2 separate regions of the Danio rerio genome follow, and region 1 is linked to region 2. Evidence: chromatin contacts called from public Hi-C data. All regions are on one chromosome and are shown on one strand. Each heading gives the region's core, a stretch centred on a gene start, on an enhancer-like site or on the middle of the called end of the contact. The rest is flanking DNA. Distances are from core to core; before and after follow the strand shown. Region 1 overlaps kcnh2b (potassium voltage-gated channel, subfamily H (eag-related), member 2b). Region 2 overlaps sspo (SCO-spondin).

The links. A called contact is a pair of places that touch in the nucleus more often than the background predicts.
Region 1: a Hi-C map of an unstated tissue shows a contact between it and region 2, with 4 times the contacts expected there. The contact joins two enhancer-like sites. A contact is called at or near these places in 2 of 18 Hi-C or Micro-C datasets (embryo and an unstated tissue).

Annotation. Positions count from the first base shown.
Region 1 is chr24:44,061,223-44,067,233 of GRCz12tu, forward strand. All of the region lies in intron 3 of kcnh2b (potassium voltage-gated channel, subfamily H (eag-related), member 2b), which reads left to right. Among named protein-coding and RNA genes, the nearest start is that of kcnh2b, 160 kb to the left of the region's middle. Within about 2 kb of position 1,724, at least 13 of the 62 cell types and tissues checked have an H3K27ac peak or open chromatin away from gene starts, as enhancers often do.
Region 2 is chr24:43,859,066-43,865,049 of GRCz12tu, forward strand. sspo (SCO-spondin) reads left to right here. Exons shown (of 112, transcript XM_073941181.1): 93 at 458-613; 94 at 972-1,096; 95 at 2,873-3,009; 96 at 3,096-3,142; 97 at 3,234-3,410; 98 at 3,610-3,771; 99 at 5,475-5,591; 100 at 5,869-5,984. Among named protein-coding and RNA genes, the nearest start is that of kcnh2b, 39 kb to the right of the region's middle. Within about 2 kb of position 3,711, at least 16 of the 62 cell types and tissues checked have an H3K27ac peak or open chromatin away from gene starts, as enhancers often do.

The sequences.
Region 1 (6,011 bases), core at 474-2,973, 200 kb after region 2:
GTGCTACCCCTTATCTGTTATTTAAAATGAAAAGAAAATCAGACCCTTTTTGTTACTTATTTAACAACTCTACACAAGGTACTTGCAAGCCTTAAAAATAAGGGTGTCACGATCCTCCAAATCCTCGATTTGATTACATTTTCGATTCTAAAGTCACAATTCGATTTTCGATTATGAATAATTAATTAATTAATGACCAATTAATTATTTGTAGTCTACCGTTTAAACTACCTGACCTGCATGGTCTTTGTTTTACCCATAAACAAATCATACAGTAAATGAATAAAGGCAAGATACACACATAATTACCACCTGTCAATCACTTTTTCTGCGGGACTCGTGAATAGGCAGTGATCTGTGTTGTTATAATGGCGTCTGTAAAAAAGACGCACAACCAACAGGAACCAGCCAACAGTATCTGAGGTGTTCGCTAAAATGACTAAGTACAAGTGAGTGAAAGATTGAAGCAGTCCTCTGACTGCCTGGACCTGCTGTCTCGAGCGCATGGCTGCGTGTGCGTCTGTGTCTGTGTGGTCACGTGATGTGCATTTTCAGAGGTAGAGAGGAAGGAGGGCTGCTCAGAAATGCTACACGCCACTGTGGATGTCAAATCGTTGTCGTTCTAAAATGCCATTTAAAAACAAAGACAGTGTAAACAGGGCCTGAGTGTGTACTTTTCGCGAGCGGATTTGCAACGGGGGCGGGCGGAGGATCGCTATGCCGGTGTTGTCTATCGGACGAACCGGGCTTGCAAAACTGTTTTTTTTTTTTGTCGACAACACAAACGTTGTCAACATAACTCACTGGAAATCCAAAATGCTTAAACACCGGCGACTTCATTGAAAGAGGAGAGGGTTTAAGCTCTGTCGACGGGTCTCCTGCTTCTGCAAGCACTTCAACAAGCCTGTTTTTTTCCCACTTGGCAAGCCAAGCTGACGTGACATGGGGCGTGGCAGCATCGACGATTCTATTTTTTTGATTCGATAATCGAAATTAAGCATAAATTTCGATCGATTTCGATTAAAAAATCGAAATCGTGACACCCCTACTTAAAAATGTATTGATAATGAATCATTTGGTGGGCTGGGTTTTTTGAAGTTACAAACAGTTCTCAACAGTAGTGAGATTGTTGTAAGTTCTCTCTCCCAAAAGCCCTCAATGAGGATATTTGAATATTGTTGTACTATAAGTGATTTATAAATTATAACTATAATACCTTAAGAGTCCAAACTAGAATCTAAGCAGTCTATCATAGGATGAGGGGATATTTTGAATGACCAAGGCACTCATATGTCAGTGCTTTTAAATGTGTGTATTAACCTTTCAAAGCTCACCCAAAGGAATGCAGTATATGAAGTGAGCAGGGCCGTGTCCTTATCTGACTGGGTCGTCTGATAAACGATCATGTAAATATCGGGTTTTATAATCTTATAATCTCCGGGAGTTTGACATGCAAATACATGATGAGCGTCTGTCTGATTTGCATAAAGAGATATCAGGAGAATCCCTGTTTGATGACTGGACAGAAAGATGCACAGTGTGTGTGTGTGTGTGTGTGTGTGTGTGTGTGTGTGTGTGTGTGTGTGTGTGTGTGTGTGTGTGTGTGTGTGTGTGTGTGTTTGTGTTCTAAGCATCACTACGTGGGCAGGACCAGTGTTGATCAGCTTCTCCCATAGCAATAGGCAGACTTGTCTTGAATCAACAGGAGGTCATGTGACCTACTTCAGCCAATCACAGAGTGAATCCTCAGCTGATTTGAATACAGATGGATGAATGTTGATTGAACAGGCCATCTGTTGTTCCTGCGAGGCTGAACAGACTCCTCTGATCTCAGATCTGCTGATACTGACGGCTGTGTCAGCATTTCACCTCAATCATTTCAATAAGTGGAAACTGATTGGTGTTCTACATAATAATTATTGATGATCATTTATTGGAATTGACGCTTATTTACTAGCTTTATAGTTGATTGGCAATGAAATGATGTTTAATAGTAATATTAACAAATTATTAGTGATTTTTATTACCTAATTAACATTTTCACAAGACTTTCTTTGACATTGTGAGGCAGATTTTATTTGTGTTCTGATGTTCAGGAGAATTGCAGAGCATGTTTACCGTATCTGTGATTTTCTTTGGGGTTTTATTGAGGATTTTACCCACAAGAATTATTGCTGATAATTAAACAATCATGAGTGAGTGAGTGAGTTCATTTTCCTTCGGCTTAGTTTATTCATCAGGATTCGTCATAGCGGAATGAACCGACAACTATTCCAGCAGATGTTTTACGCCGCGTATGCCCTTCCAGCTGCAACCCAGTAATGGGAAACACTCAAGCACATGCACATTTCTTAAACACACTCATAAACTACAGTCAATTTAGTTCATCAATTCCCCTATAGGGCATGTGTTTGGACTGTGGGGGAAACCAGATCACCCAGAGGAAACCCACACCAACACATGGAGAACATGCAAACTCCACACAGAAATGCCAACTGGCCCAGCCGGGACTCAAACCAGCGACCATCTTGCTGGGAGGCAACAGTGCTAACCACTGAGCCACTGTGTCACCCATCATGTCACCCATCAATTGTAAGTTATTCTTTCTGGCAAATGGATATTTTGTTCTGGATTTATATTTTAATAGTTTATATATATATATATATATATTTATATAATGAATGGTTATTGTCATTAGAATTATGGCTGTTTTTTAATTATTATTTTACTTGTTTTTGTTTCATTATTCTTGATTTGTTTTGCTTTTGAATTCTGTGTATTTGTTTTCCATTTTTATTCTTAGTGAGCTGTCACTGAAATTACTCAGCAAATACAGATAATTTTGTTTTGTTTGGCTGGAATAACAAGTGATTTTGTTTTTTACTTATTCACAACCTTAAAAAAAAGTTATGTCATTGACATCCATTTTTTTTCTGGATTTATCATTTTTATTATTTAATTTTAATGATTATTTCATTTTATTATGTAATTTATATAATAAAAATTTATACTTGTGTATATAATTTACTACTTTTGAGTAAATAATGGGGATTTTCATCTGAAGTATGGGTAGTTTTTTTTGCTATTTTATTTAAATTTTTCATTGGATTTTTTCTTGTTTTATTTTCAATGTAAAAAGTTTGTTTTTGAATCCTGCATGAAATACATATCCTAATATTGTAATTATTAAGCTTTCACTCTGCGCCAGAAATCTAGATTTTTTTGTTTTTGTTTTGCTGAAATGACAGGTGATTCTGTTTTTTTAACTTACCAAGAACATTTCAAGTTTTTGGCAAATGCATTTTTTTCTGAACTTGAATATTTATAATGTCATTATTGTTAATTGTAATTTGATTATGTATTATTAATATTAATTTTGCTTTTTTCAACTTATTTTGGTTTATGATTTTACATTTCTTTCTGAATGTATAAGTTTATTTAATTTTTTATAATTAATGATTTTTATTATTTTTTTTGTTTGTTTTTCATTTTATTATTATTATTGATTTATTTTTGTTTTTAGGATTTTTTAATTTGCAGAACTTACTAATAATGTTTCTTTTAAATGGGAATCAGGGGTGGCACAGTGGCTCAGTGGTTAGCACTGTTGCCTCACAGCAAGAAGGTTGCTGGTTTGAGTCCCGGCTGGGTTAGTTTTTGTTTCTGTGTGGAGTTTGCATGTTCTCCCCGTGTTGGTGTGGGTTATCCGGTTTCCCCCACAGTCCAAACACATGCGCTATAGGGGAATTGATTAACTAAATTGGCCGTAATGTATGAGTGTGTGTGTGTGTGTGTGTGTGTGTGTGTGTGTGTGTGTGTGTGTGTGTGTGTGTGTGTGTGTGTGTGTGTGTGTGAATGAGTGTGTGTGAATGTATTTCGCAGTACTGGGTTGCAGCTGGAAAGGCATCAGCTGCATAAAACATATGCCGGAATAGTTAGCGGTTCATTCCGCTGTGGCGACCTCGGAAATTGAGACTAAGCTGAAGGGAAATGAATGAATGAATGAATGAATGGGAATGCTGAAACATGATGAAATAAGTCCCACCTTCTAAAATAAAAGAACCTGCACGCTTGAAAACATGCACGCTTGAAAACATATGCTTTTTCACATTATTTGAGCTCACGGATCAACATTTATGAGACAGCTCATGCCAGATTTTGTTGCTGATTATAAATCTTTATCTCTGTGTCAATCTATTTCTTGCTATTTCAGGATTCCCCTGTTTATTTAGTGAACACAGTCTCTTGGAAGGCATCTGAGATTATTTAGCATTCTCATCATATTACAGGTGCTGAAGCTCAATTACTGTCGCTTTTATTGCATCATTTAATTACAGTATGAGCTTATCATCATTATCATCAGTCATTAGTGTAATAAAATACTCATTAATGTCTCCATCAGTGTTTGATGAATGAGTTTCCTGCAGATCAGATAAGTGTGTTAGACTCTTCTGCCCTCTAGTGTTATTCTCCAGCATCTACACATTCATTTTCTTCAATGTGTCAGTGTGTAAACACTGTACATCCATTAAATAATCTGTCTGCCAACTAATGGATTAAGATCATGCTGTAATGTTTAATGCTGTTTTTCTGGCTTATAAAATATTAGTTGTGTGCTTTTTTTGCATTTTATTTATATTCATACATCTTTTTTTTACATGCTACTTTCAGTTTTTTGCATTTATACCTTTACATTAGAGATAAATATGATTTTATAATTCTCATTTTAATAAATAATAGTTAAAATGATATTTAATTAATGTAAAGCTCTGAATTGGGGTGGCACAGTGGCTCAGTGGTTAGCACTGTTCCCTGACAGCAAAAAGGTCGCTCGTTCGAGTCCCGACTGGGTCAGTTGTAAATTGTCCGTATATGTGTGTAAGTGGGAGTGGATGGGTGTTTCCCAGTGTTGGGTTGCAGCTGGAAGGGCATCCGCTGCGTAAAACATGTTGGAATAGTTGTCGATTCATTCCGCTTTGGCGCCCCCTTTTTAATTAAGGGACTAAGCTAAAAAGAGAACGAATTTTAGAGATAAGCACTGAAAGCTGCTCAGTAAAGTGTCCACCAGGTGGCGCTGTGTTCCCCAGAATAAATATGCATGCAAAAGCAGAAACATTAAGGTTTTAATATAGAAACATTTGAATTATATATATTAATGAAATATTGTTGTCTTATTTTCTGGACTTCCCATCTGAATAAATACTGCTCAGATTTAATGGCCTGAATAAGTATTGATGGTAATTTTTAATGGTCTTTTAATGGTGAATTTACTTTCCAGTTTATTAATTAGTTTATTAATTCATTCATTTTTTTATAGAAATGGAAAATGTTCTATTATTTTATTGTATAGTTTATTAGTTAATTAATTTATTAATTAAGTTTTTTTTTATTTTTAAGAATGTCAGTATTTCAAACCAAATATTTATTTTTAGATAATTCCAGGACAACATTTCAGCTTTTAATTATTAAGTATTATTAAGTATTTTTAAATGTTTGTTTCCATGTTTAATTACTTTTCCAGTTTTTATTTACCAAATTTGTTATTTAAATTCATTTTTAAGTCAAAATTTGAGTTTTTAACACAGTTTATTTTATTTCTTTAGTTATTTCATTTTCATCCATTTAATTTATTTATTTATTTACTGTCTTTTTTATTTTATTTAAAATTTAAATTTAAATGTACATTTTTTTTCTGCTTTTATGTTATATTTATTATGTAATTTTTAAATGCATTAACATTTTTCTTTTATACATGTTTGTGTTTCAGTTAATTGATAAAACTACATTTAAATTTTTAAGTTTTTTAAAATTAAGCTGTTATTTGATTTTATATGCTTTATTTTTATGCTTTATTTTTTCAATCCAAAGCATATAACATTTATTCATTCATTTATTCATTGATTTTCTTTTCAGCTTAGTCCCTTTATTAACCTGGGGTTGCCACAGCAGAATGAACCGCCAACTAATCCAGCATATGTTTTACGCAGTGAATGCCCTTCCAGCCAAAACCT
Region 2 (5,984 bases), core at 2,461-4,960:
ATAATAATGTAAATAAAATTTAGCATATTTCGGAAATTTAGTTTCTCCCACCATTGTACTTATTTATTTTAATTGCATATTGTTTTTTATTTGTGTTTTAATGCATTTAATTTTATCATTACAATTTATATACAATTTATTTCAATATAATTTTTAATTAAAAATCATATTAAATAGTAAAAAAAATGTTTATATATTTTTGCAGAAAAATTGTAGCTAATTTTATTTCTCCCCCCCAAAAAATTATATTTTATTCAAAATAATTTATAAAAAGCCTTTAAAAGATGACAAATGCACATCACAAACCTAAAACTCGTATTATGTCAATAAGATCAAACCTTGCTTTATCCTCCTCAGGAATTGACCCAATTAGTATTTCACACTCTTGTAACTCAAACTGCCGGTCTTGTATCGTGATTGAGCAGATGAAGTATGCTGATGTGTGTGTTTCTGTCAGTGTGTCCAATGTCGGAGTGGAGTGTGTGGAGCGAGTGTTTATGCAACTCACAGTTTGAGCTGCGGGTTCGAGTGCCGCTGGTTTTGTCCACCGGGGGGCAACGCTGCACTGATGTGGAGAAACAGAGTCGACCCTGCAGACCCCAAAACTGCAAAGGTGAACATCAACACACACACACACACACACACACACACACACACACACACACACACACACACACACACACACTGCAGTCATGACAAGCACAATCGCATTCACATACAGGATTACATGCAGGCTTAAAACCTTGCAAGACTTAAAATCATGCCATGGTTTCCTAAGATTTGCCAGATTGTTTCACAGATTTTATAGTAATTGCGTGGTTTTTGTAATTATCCATGGAGATAAAATTAAATTATTTACATGTGTTGAATATTTGAGTTATTGTTCTGTTTGTGTTGTTTTACATCATAAAACTCTGAGCATAAATAAAGCACTTGAATTCAGTCCTGTATTGCTCTGTGTGTTTCATCAGACTGTGAGAAACCCTTTGTGTTTTCTGAATGTGGATCTCCATGTGAGAAACACTGTGATCTGATGGGGAAAGCAGACGCATGCATGTCCAGTCAGAACTGCACACCCGGCTGCTACTGCCCTGTGGTTTGGACAGCTTTTTTATTTTATTTTATTTTATTTTATTTTATTTTATTTTATTTTATTTTATTTTATTTTATTTTATTTTATTTTATTTTTATTTTATTTTATTTTATTTTATTTATTTATTTATTTATTTTTTTTGTTTTTTACTTTATTTTATTCATAGTGTTACCAGGTTTTCTTTAAATCATTTTATTTATTTATTTATTTGTTTGTTTGTTTGTTTATTTTATTTTATAGTAATTAATAGATTTAAAAAAAAAACAATTTTATTTTAATTTATTTGCATCACAGTGTTGCCAGATTGTTTAAAGGTATTTTATTTTTTTTATTATTATTTTATTTGATTTTATTCACAATGCTACCAGGTTTTCTTTAAAATAATTTTATTTATTTATTAATTAATTGATTAATTATTAATAGATTTTTTATTGTTTATTTTATTTTTTATTGTAATAAGTAGATTTATCTTTAAAACATTTTATTTTAATTTACTTTATTCAAAGTGTTTCCAGAATTTCTTTAAAAAATATTTTAATTTATTTGCATCACAGTGTTTCCAGATTGTTTAAAGATATTTTATTTTATTTTATTTTATTTTATTTTATTTTATTTTATTTTATTTTATTTTATTTTATTTTATTTTATTTTATTTTATTTTATTATTTTATTTTATTTTATTATTTTATTTCATTTTTTTTTGTTTTGTTTTATTTTATTTTATTCACTGTGTTACCAAGTTTTCTTTAAAATAATTTTATTTATTTAATAATTGATTGATTAGTTAATTAATTTATTTGTTTTTATATTTGCATATTTTATTTTTTATTGTTATTAGCAGATTTATCTTTGAAATAATTTATTTTAATTTATTTGCATCACAGTGTTGCCAGATTGTTTAAAGATATTTTATTTTATTCACAGTGTTACCAGGTTTTCTTTAAAATATTTTATTAGTTTTTTTATTTATTAAATGATAATTTTTTTATTTATTATTTTTGTAATTAACAGATTTATCTTTTAAAACAATTAATTAATTAATTAATTTATTTATTTATTTTTTATTATAAATACCATATTTATCTATAAGAACAATTTATCTTTATTTAATTTATTCAGTGTTACCAGAATTTCTTTAAACATATTTAAATTTATTTGCATCACAATGTTGCCAGATTGTTTAAAGTATTTTATTTTATTTTATTTTATTTTTATTTTTTTTATTTTATTTTATTTTATTTTATTTTATTTTATTTTATTTTATTCACAGTGTTACCAGGTTTTCTTTATAATAATTTTATGATTTTGATTAATTAATAATAGATTTGTTTATTTTATTTTTTATTGTAATTAGCAGATTTATCTTTAAAACGTTTTATTTTAATTTACTTTATTCACAGTGATACCAGAATTTCTTTAAAAAAAAAATTTTTTTTTTTGCATCACAGTGTTGCCAAATTGTTTGAAGATATTTTATTATTTCTTTCTTTAAAAACATATAATTTTATATTATATCATATTTTATTTAATTTTGATCACATTGTTACCAGATTATCTTAAAAATGCATTTTATTTTATTGGTCTATTTTATTCACATTGTAAAAAATATAGTGTTAAAAAATTCAATTATAAATTTGATAAATTTATACTGTAAAATGTTTCTACATAAAAAAAAATGCTTATAAATGTAGTTGTTTTTTTGTGTGTGTTGAACCCTTTAAAATGTAACTCAGTGATGAAGTGTTGGGTGTTGAAGTGTGTGTTGTGTGTTTTCCTCAGGGTCTGGTGCAGCAGAACGGTTCGTGTGTGCGGCCGGATCAGTGTGGTTGTGTTCATCTGCTCCTCCAGGATTCACACAAACCTGTGACCGTCACTGTCCCGCAGGGGGCGCTGCTCACCACCGGCTGCAGGACATGGTCAGACACTGCAGACTCACATCACACACTTACACTTCATTATCATTTCTATATTTGTAAACCTCATTATCCTGTGTGTGTTTCAGTCTCTGTCATGACGGCTCTCTGCAGTGTGATCTACGGGAATGTGAAGGTACATCTCAGATTGTAAACTTGATCAGACATCATCCTCATTTTATGTATATATATATATGTATATGTGTGTGTGTGTGTGTGTGTGTCAGTGGTGGTCAGCGAGTGGTCCTCCTGGAGCTCCTGTTCTCCGTGTGTGGATCTGCGGTCGGTGCAGCGCAGGTTTCGGGCGTGTCTGCATGTGGAGTCGGGTGAGCCGGTCAGCGGGAGTCAGTGTGATGAAGAGCTGGAGGAGGAGAGAGACTGTCCACATGCTGACGTCTGCAGAGGTGCGGCAACAGAACAACACACACACACACACATTCTGTAAAATACACATACACATAAACATATACACAATACACACACATATACATTTACACATGAACATACACATGCACATACACTCATAAACACATACACACACATCATCCTGCTGCAGCTGACCTACACACACACAGTGAATGTGGAGTATGTGTGTGTGTTTAGATGTGTGTGACTGGAGCTCGTGGAGCAGATGGAGTGTGTGTAAAGAGCCCTGCAGTGGAGGATTCAGACACAGAGAGAGACGACCTCTGACCTCTGACCCCAAACCACACTGTGCAGACCTGCAGAGCCAGAGTCAGAGCTGCAACACGGCCCTCTGCCCCGGTACACACAGAACTACCATTGTACCAGCTACTGTCTGTCCTACCTTCCTCTTCCTCTGTTTCTTTTTCTTCTTCTGTTTCTTTTTCTTATTTTTCTTTATCTTTTTTCTTTTTTTTCTTATTGTTCTGTTTTCTTTCTTCTTCTTTTTTCTTTTTTCTTTTTTTCTTATTTTATTTTCTTTTTTCTTTTCCTTTTTTCTTTTTCTTTTTTCCTTTTTCTTTTTTCTTTTTCATTTCTTTCCTTTTTCTTTTTTCTTTTTTTCTTACTTTTCTTTTTTCCTATTTCTTTTTCTTTTCCCTATTTCTTTATCTTTTTTTTCTTTTTCTTTACTTTTTTCTTTTCTTTTTAATTTTTAATATAAATATATAATATATTTTTAATATAAATATATATTTTTTTCGTTTTAATCTTTTTTCTTATTTTTTCCTTTTTCTTTCCTTTTTTCTTTTTTCTGCTTTTTCGTATTTTTTCATTTTTCTTTTTCATTTTTCTTATTTCCTTTGTCTTTTTCTTTGGTCTTTTTCTTTTCTTTTTTACTTTTCTTTTTTCTTTTTTCTTATTTTTTCTTTTCCTTTTTTCTTATTTTTTTCTTAATTTTCTTTCTTTCTTTTTTCTTTTCCTTTTTTCTTATTTTTTTCTTAATTTTCTTTCTTTCTTTTTTCTTTTCCTTTTTCTTATTCTTTTTCTTTATTTCCTATTTTTCTATTTCTTAGTTTTTTCTTTTTCTTCCTTACTTTTTCTTTTCTTTTTTCTTTTCTTTTTCTTTTTAACAATTTTTTCCTTTTTTCTTATTTTTTCCTTTTTCTTATATTTTCCTTTTTCTTATTTTTTCCTCTTTTTTCTTTTTTCCTTTTTCTTTACTTTTTTGTCCTTTTTCTTTTTTCTTATTTTTCTTCCTTTTCTTTTGTTTTGTCTTCTTTTTCTTTTTTCTTCTTTTTCGTCTTCTTTTTTTTCTTCTTCTTCTTTTCTTCTTCTTCTTCATTGTTTATTTGTACTCGGCAAATTAACCCTTAAAATCTTAGTTTAGAAACAAAAACAAAGACTCAAGCACACACTCCCATTAGACAGTGACTTTAGATTGTAATATATTAGTATTTTACTATTACGTTATTTCCACTTTACAACTAAGTAACACATTTAGCTATTTTTATTTGACTTTAGATTGGAATAAATTATTTTTTTTTACCAACACTGCTGATTATAAAGTATTACATTCCTTTACATAATTGACTTTCTTTAACAAATTTAATAACCTCGTCATATATCCTACTAGATCTTTTTTATAAATAATAAACTTTCAATTTACTGTATCTTTCTAGTATATTTGCTGTTTTGAATTTTTATTTTAAAAATAAGAATACTGACTCTCGTTTATCCGTTTTTGATTTTTTTTCTTATATAATAACCTTTTTGATCTATTGTTTGAACACCAACAATCTCATTTTTTTAAATTTTGTATTTCTGTTATATTCCCCCTTTAAAAATAACAAAAATAGTAAAACCAACAAACAAAAAGCTTAATCCAAACTTCTAACAAAATCTTTCTCTCCAATTTGGGGTTTTTGCTTACTGCATTATACAAAAAAAATCATATTATTTACACGTTTTGTTCATTTGTTTCATTGATTTGTTCTGTTGTCTATAAAATGCTGTGGATAAAATCATCTGCCACATGATGAAATGAAATATGCATCCAATCACAGGTGAGCATTGTGAGGACAGGGGGCGTGTCTTTGATGGCTCCTGTGCCAATCAGTGTCCTCGCAGCTGTGCAGATCTGTGGGACCATGTGCAGTGTCTACAGGGCGTCTGTCATCCAGGTAGCTGCTCTTCTCCAGCTTTCACAGATCATCTGATATATAAACAAGTAAAATGAACAGTTGAAATTGGCTCAGAACAGACCTGAAGAAAAAAATAAGCAAATTACTTTAATGTAAATTGACTGCCTTGATGCAAAAGCAACATCAAAATGACATCAAAAACACATCAGAAATGCAAATCATGATTTAATTCAATGTCGTTTTGAAATCATGGTGCCTGCTGGGGTGTCAGATTTGGTGTCAGTGTATGTGTTTGAGTTTGTTTTGTGTGCCGCAGGCTGCCGGTGTCCGCCTGGTCAGCTCCTGCAGGATGGAAGCTGTGTGCCGGTGGATGAGTGTCGCTGTGGGCTCCCGATGCAGAACGGGACACTGGAGATCCGGCCTGGAGAAAAC